Regions from separate parts of the Macaca mulatta genome. Here region 1 is linked to region 2. A link is a contact called in public Hi-C data. All regions are on one chromosome and are shown on one strand. Each heading gives the region's core, a stretch centred on a gene start, on an enhancer-like site or on the middle of the called end of the contact. The rest is flanking DNA. Distances are from core to core; before and after follow the strand shown. Region 1 overlaps LOC144329827 (a long non-coding RNA gene). Region 2 holds the start of KLF13 (KLF transcription factor 13).

What was found. Hi-C and Micro-C count contacts between places; a contact is called where the count stands out from the background.
Region 1: a contact with region 2 is called in a Hi-C map of CD4 T cells, with 4 times the contacts expected there. The contact joins the enhancer-like site here to the promoter of KLF13 in region 2. A contact is called at or near these places in 6 of 14 Hi-C or Micro-C datasets (CD4 T cells, blood, cortical neurons and 3 more).

What each region holds. Positions count from the first base shown.
Region 1 is chr7:7,948,931-7,955,295 of T2T-MMU8v2.0, forward strand. LOC144329827 (a long non-coding RNA gene) reads left to right here. Exons shown (of 4, transcript XR_013395475.1): 2 at 562-883; 3 at 5,371-5,456; 4 at 5,600-5,949. Among named protein-coding and RNA genes, the nearest start is that of KLF13, 100 kb to the left of the region's middle. Within about 2 kb of position 4,836, at least 6 of the 40 cell types and tissues checked have an H3K27ac peak or open chromatin away from gene starts, as enhancers often do. A contact at or near this core is called in CD4 T cells, where this site is marked.
Region 2 is chr7:7,845,297-7,851,476 of T2T-MMU8v2.0, forward strand. It overlaps KLF13 (KLF transcription factor 13), which reads right to left and starts at 3,960. Exons shown (of 2, transcript XM_028850658.2): 1 at 2,868-3,960. The coding sequence starts at 3,444.

The DNA of each region.
Region 1 (6,365 bases), core at 3,586-6,085, 100 kb after region 2:
AAGGAGACAATGGGAATGCTACCTACCCCAGACCCCAGGTCTCTTACCTGGCGGTCTCAGTCAGCTCAGGCCACTATGAAAAAGGATCACAGACTGGGTGGTTTATAAATAGCAGGCATTTATTTCTCATAGTTCTGGAGGCTGGAAGTTCCAGATCAAGGTGCCCGTATGGTTGGGTCCTGGGGAGGGCTCTCTTCAGGTTGCAGTTGGCCACATGGCAGAGAAAGAGGAAGAGAGCTTGGGGTCTCCATCCTCTTGACCTAACCTCTCAAGGGTCCCACCTTCTAATGCCATTGCACTGGGGCTGATAATTTCTACATATGAATTTGCGGGGAGGAGTACAGAAACATTTGGTTCATAGCATCAGAGGAAACATACGAATGTCCATGTTTTATGCATCCTACCAGGAATTTCTGTGTGCACACACACATACACTCATTCGAACAAATGAGATAAGTCTAGAACATACCCTCTAGCTTCGTCTTTTTCATGAAACAATATACTCTGAAGATTGCTGCATTTCATAGACCTAAATATACCTCCTTCTTTTTTTTGTTTTAGACGGAGTTTCACTCTGAAGTTTCACTCGGAGTTGCCGAGGCTGGAGTGCAATGGTGTGATCTCGGCTCTCTGTAACCTCCGCCTTCCAGGTTCAAGTGAGTCTCCTGCCTCAGGCTCCCGAGTAGCCAAGATTACAGGCGCCCGCCATCACACCTGGCTAGTTTTTGTATTTTTAGCACAGATGGGGTTTCACCATGTTGGTCAGGCTGGTCTCGAACTCCTGACTTCAAGTGATCCACCTGCCTCAGCCTCCCAAAGTGCTGGGATTGCACCAGGAGAGCCACCACGCCCAGCCACCGCCCTCTTTTTCAATGACTGCAAGGTAATGCAGACCTGACCTAGGGATGTGATGTAATTAATCCTGGTAGTTCTTAAGTTGTTCCTATCCTTTTCCAATCACTACAATGCTTTGATGAGCTTCTGTATTACATGTCTTGACAAGACTGTGAAGTGGGCTTGCCGGGCCAGAGCACATATGTGTGCAGTTCTGCTAAATGTGACTACATTCCCCCATGGAGCATGTCCCGTCAGCTCACTCGAAAGGCCATTGTCAAAGTTTGGAACTTGCTGATCGGATAGTGGAAAGTAGGATCTCATTGATATTTCAGTTTGCGTTTCTCTTATTGTGATGACACTCAGCATATTTTAAAATGTTTAGAGGCATTTTTCTTTTATTCTCGTTGCCCATTTTTCAATTCAGTTGTTGGATTTCTTTCTTTGATTTATAGTGGCCCTTTGCCTGTGCCATAAGTTACATATATTATTATGCATAAGATTCTGTTTTCACATACACTTAAGTATACCTTATTCTTTTTCATGACTGCAGGGTAAATTCCATCTTAGGAATGTGCCATATTTTTTTTCTATTTATCTTTTTTTTTTTTAACTTTAAGCAGGATGTTTTCTGCCATGCAGATATATTTTTTTCTTATCTGGTAGAATAAATCAATTATGTTGCTATGGCCACAGGGTTTTGCAAGATCATTAAAGAGTTCAACCCTCTCCAAGATTACAGGTGTGTGTGTGTATGTGTGTTTGAGACAGAGTCTTGTTCTGTCACCCAGGCTGGACTGCAGTGGCACAATCTTGGCTCACTGCAGCCTCTACTTCCTGGGTTCAAGCAATCCTCCTGCCTCAGCCTCCTGAGTAGCTGGGACTGCAAGCACGCCACCATGCCCAGCTGACTTTTGCATTTTTAGCACAGTAGGAATTTCATCATGTTAGCTGGGCTGATCTCAAACTTCTGACCTCAAATGATCTGACCGCCTTGGCCTCCCAAAGTGCTGGGATTACAGGCTTGAGTCACCGCTCCTGGCCAACAGTTGTTTTTTTTTTGTTTTAATCATTTTCTTCCGGTATTTTTTTGGTTTCCATCTTTGATCCATCAGGCTTCTTCTGGAGGGAGTGGCCAGCATGACTCCATAAAGCCACATCCCCAATATAGTAAAAGGCTGTCTGGAAGGCTGTCTGGGCCCCAGCTTTGCACCCCACGGTCAGGTCACTGTGTCTGGGTGGAATTGTCCCCTAAACACAGTCCCACTGAGAGGTGAAGCCAATGGGACTTCCTGGGTCCAATGGGGAGTTGGAGAACTTTTGTGTCTTACAAGAGGATTGTAAAACGAACCAATCAGTGCTCTGTAAAATGGACCTATCGGCGCTCTGTAAAATGGACCAATCAGCATAATTCTAAAACTAACCAATCCCAGCTAGGATTGAGAAAAGGGCATTCTGATAGTACAGGAACAGGACATGGGAGGGGACAAATAAGGGAATAAAAGCTGGCCTCCCCCCTCCCCCAAGCCAGCAGCAGCAACCTGCTCGGGTCTTCTTGGATGCTGTGGAAGCTTTGTTCTTTTGCTCTTCACAATAACTCTTGCTGCTGCTCACCCTTTGGGTCCTTGCCATCTTTGAGAGCTATAACACCCGGAAGGCCCAGGGTTCCATTCTTGAAATCAGCCAGACCACGAACCCACCCCAAGGAACCAACTCAAAACACACCGCTCGCTCCTATTACAAGCACAATGTTCTCAGCTGGGAACTGGGCTCAGGCCGGCTTCCAACTGCTCACGCTGGTGGAGGAAAGGCCCACCGCACTGTGTGAAGTGAAGGCAAGGCCGCTGTAGGTTTGTGCCGCCTGGTTTTTGCCAGCCCCTCTTTCTCCATCTCCCCCGGGGACACCACCACCGTTCATATATGAGATGCTGCTTTGTGTCAGGAGCTGCCGTGGCCCAGGATGGGACAATGGGCGCACTTGGGAGGGCCTGCATCGTGGCACATTGCAGGGGCCTCGCTGAGTCTAGTAGAGAATCCGGCCTGAGCCCTGGCCAGCAGTGGGAGCCATCCAGGACCTGGGGAGGGAAGGCAACTGCCAGGGGGAACGGTACGTGCAAAAGGGTCCCCCGCAGGGCACAGCGGGCCACTGAGGACCGAGTCTAGCGGTGCCTACCGAGATCCACTGCTGAGACCACGATGCAGCACACAAGGCACACAGTCCCAGGCAAAACCGAGCGAAATAGAGGACCCCCTGCACACCCGTCGGCCAGGCACAGCGCAGGCGCAAGGACGCAACCACCCACACCTCACACCCAAAGAGCCAGAGCTGGCGGACCTTGTGCGGCAGGCCAGCCCCTCGGGGAACGGCCGGGTTCTGGCACCTGTCGTGCTCAGGCTCCAGTTCTGACTTAAAAACTCTGATGCTCACGCCTGTAATCCCAGCAGTTTGGGAGGCAGAGGCCCACGGATCACGAGGTCAGGAGTTCGAGACCAGCCTGGCCAACTTCGTGAAATCCCATCTCTACCAAAAATACAAAAATTAGCTGGGCTTGGTGGGCACCTGTAATCCCCGCTACTCTGGGAGGCAGGAGACTCCCTTGAAACTGGAAGGTGAACCAAGATCACCCCACTGCACTCCAGCCTGGGAGAAAGAGTGAGACTCCATCTCAAACAACAACAACAAACTCTGATGCTGTTTTGTCATCTATAAAAGGGGGTGACACTACAGCAGTCACTGACTCTGTGAACCCTCAGATGAGCAAGAACTTCTTGGGTGGGTGTGTTACAGGAGAGGGGTCCCAATCCAGATCCCAAGGGATGGTTCTTGGATCTTGGGCAAGAAAGAATTCAGGGCGTTTCCACAGAATAAAGTGAAAGTAAGTTTATTAGGAAATTAAAGGGGTAAAAGACCGGCTACTCCATAGACAGAGCAGCCCCAAGGGCTGCGGTTTGCCCATTTTAATGGTTATTTCTTGAATATATACTAAACAAGAGGTGGATTATTCATGCCTCCCCTTTTCAGACCATATAGGGTAACTTCCTGATGTTGCCATGGCATTTGTAAACTGTCATGGTGGTGGTGGGAGTGTAGCAGTCAGGACGACCAAAGGACACATCTTGTTGCCATTTTGGGTTTTAGCCAGCTTCTCTACAGCAACCTGTTTTATCAGCGTGGTCTTTATGACCTGTATCTTGTGCCGACCTCATATCTCATCCTGTGACTTAGAATGCCTTAACCGTCTGGGAATGCAGCCCAGTAGGTCTTAGCCTTATTTTACCGGCCCCTGTTCAAAATGGAGTTGCTCTGGTTCAAATGCCTCGGACAGGTGCAGAGGGAGGGTGGTGAGTGGAGCCCACCCACCACCAAGTCACACGCACCCACACTCCTGAATCGTATTTTCTAGGCATCTTACTAATTTAATCCCCACAACAACGAGCTGCGGAGGTTGTTTCTCTCTCAGATTTCTGCACATCCTCTGTACTTGTAGGATTTGGGGGAACAAGTCAAGTTGCACAAGCTAATCCCTGAAAGGTGAGCCCCGCAGCCCTCTCCCAGAGCCGGTGGCCTGGGTGCCAGGTCCCCGACAAATGCTGGCTCCACGGCAGCTGCCATCACTTCCCTGCGGAAATGCCAGTCTGCAGGGCAACCCCGAGGTCCTCGTGCGGGTGACCAGCTGCGGCACGGCCAGCTCGGCCCAGGGAGGGAGGGGCTGGGCCGCCCCTCAGGTATCTCGCGAGGGCGCTTGGCGGCTCCAGCAGAGGGTCTGCCTGTGAGAAGGTCGGGAAGTGCTGCTGCTTACGGGGCTGCCTTCAATTATTTCAGCTGCACCGAGGTATTTCAAAGTCAGACCAAATAAACATTTGCATCTAAAAAAGGCGAAACAGGGTCATTTGAAATAGAGAAGAAAGCCTTTCCCATATCCGGAGGGTGTGGCCGACGTTCCAGAGCAGCGGCAAGGGTTCGCTCTGGTTTTGTGCCTGTGCCAGGGCACCCAGCCCAGCCTCTGCTTCAGGAGGGAAGTTATTTTCTTTTAAATCAAATGTGTGGCGACCCACGTTTCCTTTCCCTGATTTGCACCGTGGTCACCCTGGGCCCCCTGCTGCTGTCCGGTCCACATCTTTAAAGGGCTCTCTGTGCTTTTCCTAAGAAGGGGACCACAACACACTCGACGGTATCCACCGGTCGTGCCCAAGGCAGGAGGAAGGGCGGCGCCCCCAAACTCCCAGGCCGCCTGCAGCACCCTCCCTGCGCCCCTCTCCGCCTCTGGGGAGCATCCTGCCACCGCCCCGTCCCCTCCCCCGCCCCCACGCCAGCCCGCACCTTCTCACTCTTGGCCAGGCCTCTGGAGACGTCTGAGAGCCAGGGTTTTCCTGAAGAGTCAGGATTGGAAGGTTGGAAGGCGGTGAGGGCATCAGGTTTTTTCTTCCCTTTTCTTCTAGCAATTACGCCCCCGTGGCTAAATTAAACTCCCATCGGCTAAATTAGGCCCAAAGGGAGAGGCACCTGCTGCTAAGCTGTGCGTGTTGTCCCCCTAGGACTTCCATCCATTGCTGACCTCCTGACGACAGCAGACGACAGGCCGCACCCTGATCCCACCTGGCTTACAGGTGCTGTCACACAGGTACGCCTTCTTGTGGATCATCAGTCACCATTTGCCCCTGGCAACAACCCTGTCTTGGAGGAAGGTCCTTGCCGACACCCGCCCCTCCCCACCCTTAAGGCTTCCTTGCTCCTTCATTCAACCATTGTTTACATTTCGTTCAGGACTGCTGACTAACACTTTCAAGCACAGCGGACCCTTAAACAACGCAGGTTCAAACTGTGCGGGTCCACCCACAGGGAGGTTTTTCAATCAGTTATACAGGCAGAGTATCCCTGCCTCTCCTGCCTCCCTTCCCACCTCCTCCACATCTTCCTCACCGCCACCCTGAGGCATCAAGACCAGCCCCTCCTCCTCAGCCACTCAACGTGAAGATAACTAGGATGAAGACTTTTATGATAATGCACTTCCACTTAGTAAATACTTTCTCTTATGATGTTAATGACATTTTATTTTCCCTAGCTTAGTTTATTGTAAGAATACAGTATAAATACATATACAAAGTATGTGTGAACTGATTTTTTAATGTTACCAGTAAGGCTTCCAGTTAACAGTAGGCTATTTATTAGTTAAGTTTGGAGGGAGCCTGAAGTTACACAAGGGTTTCTGACTGCGTGAGAGCTTGGCTCTCCAACCATCACATTGTTCAAGGTTCAACTGCACCTCTCCTACCCATCTCCCCCGCCATCTGATGTAGTAAGATAAATATAAAAACACTTAGAAGCCCTTGAAAACCAGGAAAAATGCCACCAACAGACCAGAACATTGGCGAATTTCTGGAAGATATAAAGCAGAAGAGATCAGATTCGTGGTGAAACGCATTAGAGCCAATGGCATGCAGGTGGGAGACCATCTTAAAAACCCTCAAGTCTGGAAATGGGGTAGGGTGGGGGCAGTGGAGAAGGAATGACTCATGGAGCTTGGATGGGG
Region 2 (6,180 bases), core at 2,710-5,209:
GGGAGACCACACTGCTACACAGCTAACCAGGACAGAAAGCTCTCAGCATGCAACTGTTCAGAGAGTGGGGGTGGAAAATCAGAGCAGAGCCGCGGCCAAGGGACCACAAGTGCCTCCAGAGTCAAGGCTGACCCTTGCATTTCCCAAAGGGTCTTCACATACTTGACCTCATTTCCCTGAAGACTTTGCAGGTGGTCAGGGCAGACATCACCAACTTGCAGGGAGATCTGGGAACCGGTCCCTGGTCACAGAGGAAAAGCACAGAGCAGCTGGCTACCTTCCTGGTTTTGATATTCACCCTCTGCCATGAAATTACTGTGGATCCTGGAGATGCAGGAAGCGGCGGGGGCACCTTCCCACACCTAATGGAGCACAGGGTTCGGCATGACCTCCGTCACTGACTGCAGAGACCCCACAATGCTGCTAGAGGCCCACAAACCACAGACACCTCAGAGCCCATGGCTGCAGCAAAGCTATCCCCTCGTGGCCTGCCTTCTCAGTCATCCCTGAGGGCTGCCTGGGTTTCTTCCTTCTGCAAGACGCTCCTCTTCTCCTTGGAGGAACACCAGTTACTTACGCTCTGCCCATCTGGGCAGGAACTGGAAATGGGCTTCCCAGGGGTGCCCTCCGCCAGATGCTGAACCACACTCCCTCCAGAGGCAGGTTTCTGGGCAGTGCAACCCTCATAATGGGTCACCTGGGGTACCGGTAACATGCATTCCCAGCTGCAGGCTAGAACGGGTCGGCATCAGGGGCCTGAAAGTCTGCATTCTTCCCAACTCCCCGCCACCCCGCTGCCGGAGCCCTGTGCACTCCCGACATGGAGGCCGGTTTCCACCCTGGAGGTAGCACTTCTGATGTCTGCACACCCGAAGGGTGGAACAGTTTCTCTGCTTCAAGAATGGACACTAGCACACTGCAAACGCTCAAAGGGTTGGTTCTATTCTCTTTTGCCTGCCTTCGGTTTCCAGGCGCTCCGAGGAAACTGGCCCCACCTACGGCGGGAGGCCCGAGTCTCCAGAGCCCCTGCACCAATATTCTAGTCAAGGGGCTCGCGCGGGGCCAGAGCCTGAAGCCGGAGGTGAACCCACCAGGAAGACATCCCAGGGCCGAGGCCCTGACGAGCCGGCCCCGCCCACCACGGCGAGCCCCTCCCCTCGGCCACCCCCCTCCTCAATTCCCAGCTACCAGTGCTGCCGAGTGGCAGACCACCCTGACAGGGGCTGTAGAAAAATTTCCCAAACATTAAGTATCCCGCTCAACACGCGCATCTTCCCCCAAAGCGGATCTCAACCCCAGCCACGCCCCAAGCGCTGCCCCGACCCGATACTCAGGGTCCACCTGGAGCCGAGCCCAGCCTAGCCCTGCCTGGCCCCTCCCCCAGGGCCACACCCACCCTGCAGCCGCGTCCCGAGCTGAACTCTGAGTCCATACTGATCCCCACCCCCAACCTGAGCCCCCATACCCTTAACTGACCCCGAATGCCTAGAAATGGCCCTGCTCTCTCTCTCTAGCCCATCACTTGCCACGCGGTTTGGGGCGGCCACAACAGCCTCCGGAGTGAAAGTTAGTCCGAAATTCGAATGCCTCACCTGCAGACCTCGGGCCCTTTCAGTTCCAAATGTACCGGAAAAAAGGGGGCCTTCAGCTCTACGGCCTCCAAGGCTGCAGGTTCTTTTAATGCCTTTTAATCACTACGTGAACTATTTTACAAATGAGACACTACCACCCTTGGTCACAAGGCAACAATATTCAGTACATGGGTTTTGAGCCTGCCCCCCGAAGAGGTGAGTGTCACAGAAGAACTCACGTGAGCTCAGGGGAAGCATATAAATTTTCACACAAAAATGAGGGAGGATTGCCGTCCATTAACACGTTTTCATCTTTGTGTTAAAAACGAAACAAAAAGCGGGGGAGGGAACCGCCACAGATGAATCAACTACAAAGTATCGGGCCGCGCGTGGGAACTGCTGCCGCTGGGCTGGCGGGGGCGGGCGGTGATCCCCAGGCTGGAGGCTCAGCGCCCGCCCTGGCGCAGGTGCCGCCCGCCGCGCACCGGCCCAGGGCAGGTGAGAGGTGGGCAGGCGAGAGGTCAGCACGGAGGACAGGCAGCAGCCAGGGCATTCGTTTCCGGAGAGAGCTGCGAGGCCGAAGAGCCCTAGGGCCGGGCGCGCCCCCGCCGGCCGACTGGGCGGGGGTTCCCACAAAGAGCCGCAGGCGGGGAGCGGGAGCCGGGACCGCCCCCCGCATCGCCCAGCGCCGCCGCTGACTCTGGTTACGACAAATTAAACCTTAGAGCGCTGGAAAAATTACAGGAAGAAGAGAGCGGAGAATATGCCGAGTGGCGAAGGAAGCCTTGTCCCTACGTGAACTTCGCCCGCCGCGCGCCAGGGCCGGCCCCTCCCCTCCTGAGCGCGCGCCCGGGCGGCGGGGGAGGAGACTAGGAGGGACCCCGGAGAGCGTCCCCTGCCCCCGCTACCGGGCGCCCCACCGTCACGAGTGCCGCCTGCGGTCCACACCCAGGCTGTCCGCACCTGCCCACACCGCCCCCCGGCCGGGCGGGGTCCCCGCCCCCGACCCAGATGACTACATCCGCCCCCGCGGCCCCACCCGAGCGCGCCCGGGGAGGGGGCGTGCCCGGCGGGGGCGCGGTCGCCTGGCGGGCGCCGGCTCCAAGAGCCAGGACCCGCCTCGCACGGCGCGCGGGGCCAGCAGCGGGTTGGAGCGGCGGGGGAAGGGGCGAAGCCCCGGGCGTCCCGGCCCGCCCGGCCCCTACCTCGCGCCCCGCCGGCGGCTCCGGGGGCGTGGTCGGGCAGCTCGCACTGACCCCGACCGAGCAATCCGGGCGCCCGCGCCGCCCCACTGACCTGTGTGAGTTCTCAGGTGCGCCTTGAGGTGCGAGGATTTCCCGTAAACTTTCTCGCAGCCCGCGTAGTGGCACTTGTGCTTCCTCTGCGGGGACTCGAGGTCGGCGCGACTTCGGCCCCGCCGGCCCCTTTGTCTGAGGCCGGGCTCGCCGCTCCCCGCGGGTCCCGGCTCCCGCTCGGGTTCCAGCCCCGCCTCGGGCTCCGGCTCGCTCCACGCCGGGCTGGGGGGCGCGGCCGCCGCGCCTTCGCCGCCGGGGGAGGCGGGCTCGGGGGCGGGCGGCGGCAGGCGGCAGGGGGTCCTCGCCTTCCGGGCCGCGGCGCCCTCCCTGCGCTCCGCCGGGACGGGCGCCGGTGCTTGCTGGTTGAGGTCCGCTAGGATCCGCGCCACCACGAAGAGCGAGGCGCTGTCCTTACCGTCGCGGCGCTCCTCGACGCGGGGCAGCGTGGGGGTGGCGGCCGCGGCCGCGCCCTCGGGCCGGGACTCCGGCCCCTCACGCGGCCCGTGCACGACCGCGCGGCTCGACATGGACACGAGGCACTCGGCGGCGAAGTGGTCCACATAGGCGGCGGCTGCCATGCTGCGGGCTGGGGCCGGCGGCGGTGCTCTTGCTGCGAGGCGTCAGCCGCGCATCCGCACCCACGGCCTCGGGAGAGCGGGCGGGGGGCGGGGGCGCGGCGCGCCCTCTCCTCGGGCTGGGCTGGGCTGGGCGCGCAGCCGCCTCTGCCGTCACCCGCGCGGCTCCGCGTCTGCGAGGCGCCGGCCCGGCCGGGCACCGAAGAGCGAGCGCATGGGGGGCGCGGACGACTGGGGTCCCCGCGCGGCGTCAGGGGCGGCCGCTTCTAAGGATGCCGAGCGGCGACGTTAGGGACCACCACGCCAAGTCGCGGCCGCAGTTTCGCCGCGCATTGTGGCAGGCGGGACAGCTGCCGAGCGCGCCGCGGCTCGGTGTGGGCGGCCCGGCCCCGGGGGTGGGCGGGGCCGGGGCCACATCTGGACCCGACGTCAGCCCCCAGCCACATCCTGGCGGCGCAGGTTACAGGCGGCGGCGGCCGCGGGGAGCTGCGCGCGCGGAGGGGGCGGGGAGCCCAGAGCGCGCACCGGAGGAACGGAGGGGTCGCGTGCCCGCGCCTGGGGAAGGGGGCGTGGCCGATTGCCAGGACGGACGCCATTCGTCCGTGAGTGCACGGCCAGGCCAATCCGGGCCGTTAGAGGGGCGTGCCCGGTCCCGGGGCCTGCGCGCGCCAGTGGGCGTGTCCCCTGGGCCGGTAGGAGGAGGGGCGGAAACTGGAGCGGGGCGCGCTGACGCATGACGTCCGGGGGTGGTGGGCCTGGTAGTCGCGGCGCGGAGCTGCTGCCCGTACCCCCCGCAGTGGGGACACAGCGGGCACTTCCCTGCCGGAGCTTTTGTGTGGTGGCCAGCCTTCGCCCCCGGCGTGGAGCGGAGTGCTTTCTGGAGGGCGCCATTTGTTCCTCCCGCGATGGGCGCCGGCCGGGAGGCGTGTCTGCTCGGCCGGGCGCGGGGCTGCCTGGGGGCGGAAAGCACTCGCGCCGCGCCCTCAGCCGCCAGTTTGCCGGGTGGCCGCGCCTAGAGCCTCAGGCCGCTCGCCCGCTCCACGCCCTTGCCCTGCAGAGCTCCGGGAGTCCGGGCGGGGCAGTTCCTGCGGGAGGGACAGACTCCTCGGGCTCGTTCCTGGCGGCCGGGGTCCGGTGTGCGGCCGCGCTACCCTTGAGCTCGGGTCAGCCCGAACAGGTCTGGCCTCGGCTGGCGGTGAGCCTGGCAGCCCGGGTGGCGCGCCCACCGCGGCCTGTGCCTCCAGAAGCGAACTACGTGCCAGGGCGGCCGGCGCCGCTGCTGAGGGAACGCGGGGCCCCTTCCTCCCCCTCCCGCCTCAGGCCCGCTGCCAACTCTTCTAGGCTGCCCCTCTCCCACCGCGGTCGGGGGGGCTTCAAAAGCCACCAACTGCGAGGACCCCGCCCACCGCGCCCCACCCGCCCGCTGTCTGGGCCTCCCGGAGGAAATGCTCGGCTGCGTCCTGCCCGCGCCTCCCGGCCCGGGCCTGGCCAACTTGCCCTTGACTCTCACCGGTAACCCCTACTCCAGCCCGCGGCCCCAGCCATTCTCCAGGCCTGGGCTGACCTCGGAGACGCCGGTGAATAACTTCCCACCGCCTCGGAACCGGGCTCAGCAAACCGCCTACTGCCTCTCCCCGGTGCATTGTGCTTAATGGACATTGGAAGGAGTCCGCCACCCTCGCTGTGTTCTGAGAGGAGCCTGGAGAATGAAGGAGCCCGGGCACTCACCCTCAGTGGACCCCAGCAGTGGGAGGGGGGTGTCATTCTTCTCTCAGAATTAAGGTTAATAGCGGAGTTCAGGTTCTCACCAAATTGATTTGGGGTTGGGGCCCAGTAAGACCGCTTTTCAGGTAACCGACGGGGGACCGAAACAGCCATTCCGGGTTGCGTGTTATGGTGAACAGCAAATTGCATGGATGTTTGAGCACCCTCAGTATGTGTAACTAAAACCCAAAAATGCCGTCTCGCTGATTGAGTTGCTCCCCTCTGGGCTGACTATAAAGGTGCTGGGCTGGGTCTGGTCCCTCTAGGAGGGTCTGTGCTTGGCAGAAAGTAATCATGTTTCTTCTAGGCAGATTGTGTTGATGACATTTAAGAGACGTGTGTCCTGACCAACTAATGATTCGGAATGTTCCTCCATTCCCACCACATGTCACAGTCAGTCACTTCTTAAGGAAGGAGTGGTCCTACACCAGCTTATCAGCCACCCATACCCTCCTGGCCGCTTTCCAGCCAGCAGAATTCTCCCCAATCTTCAAGGTGCCACGTCTCTCCACGGGTCACCCCAGCCAGCATACACAGTGGTAGGCCTCCTAGAGTGTGCACTATTCTAGGTATTGGGCTACTACAGCCATGAACAAAACAAGCCTGCCCTGGGTGAGGGGATGCCCTGCATGGCCAAGGGTCCTCGGCACTGATGCACCCCCTCCAAGAGTTTCCCAAGAATGTGGATGCCAAAGAATTTTGACTGTATTCTGTGGCATTCTGGATAGAAAACTGAGCCCCCTGGCCGGTTTCTCAAAAATCCACTCAAGCGTTTGATGATTGTCATGGTGTTCACTGACTTTATCCCAAACCTACATGGAAGCGTCTTCCGCACAGACACAGCTCTTCCCCAGAGAAAATCTCTTAGCTAAGAGTCCATGTTTTCGTTGCTAAGTAAAATTTTGACAGAGATGGCCTATGTATATGTGAGGGCTGGGCCGCCTCATTTCAAATGGAAGCAACAGAAAAGCAGAG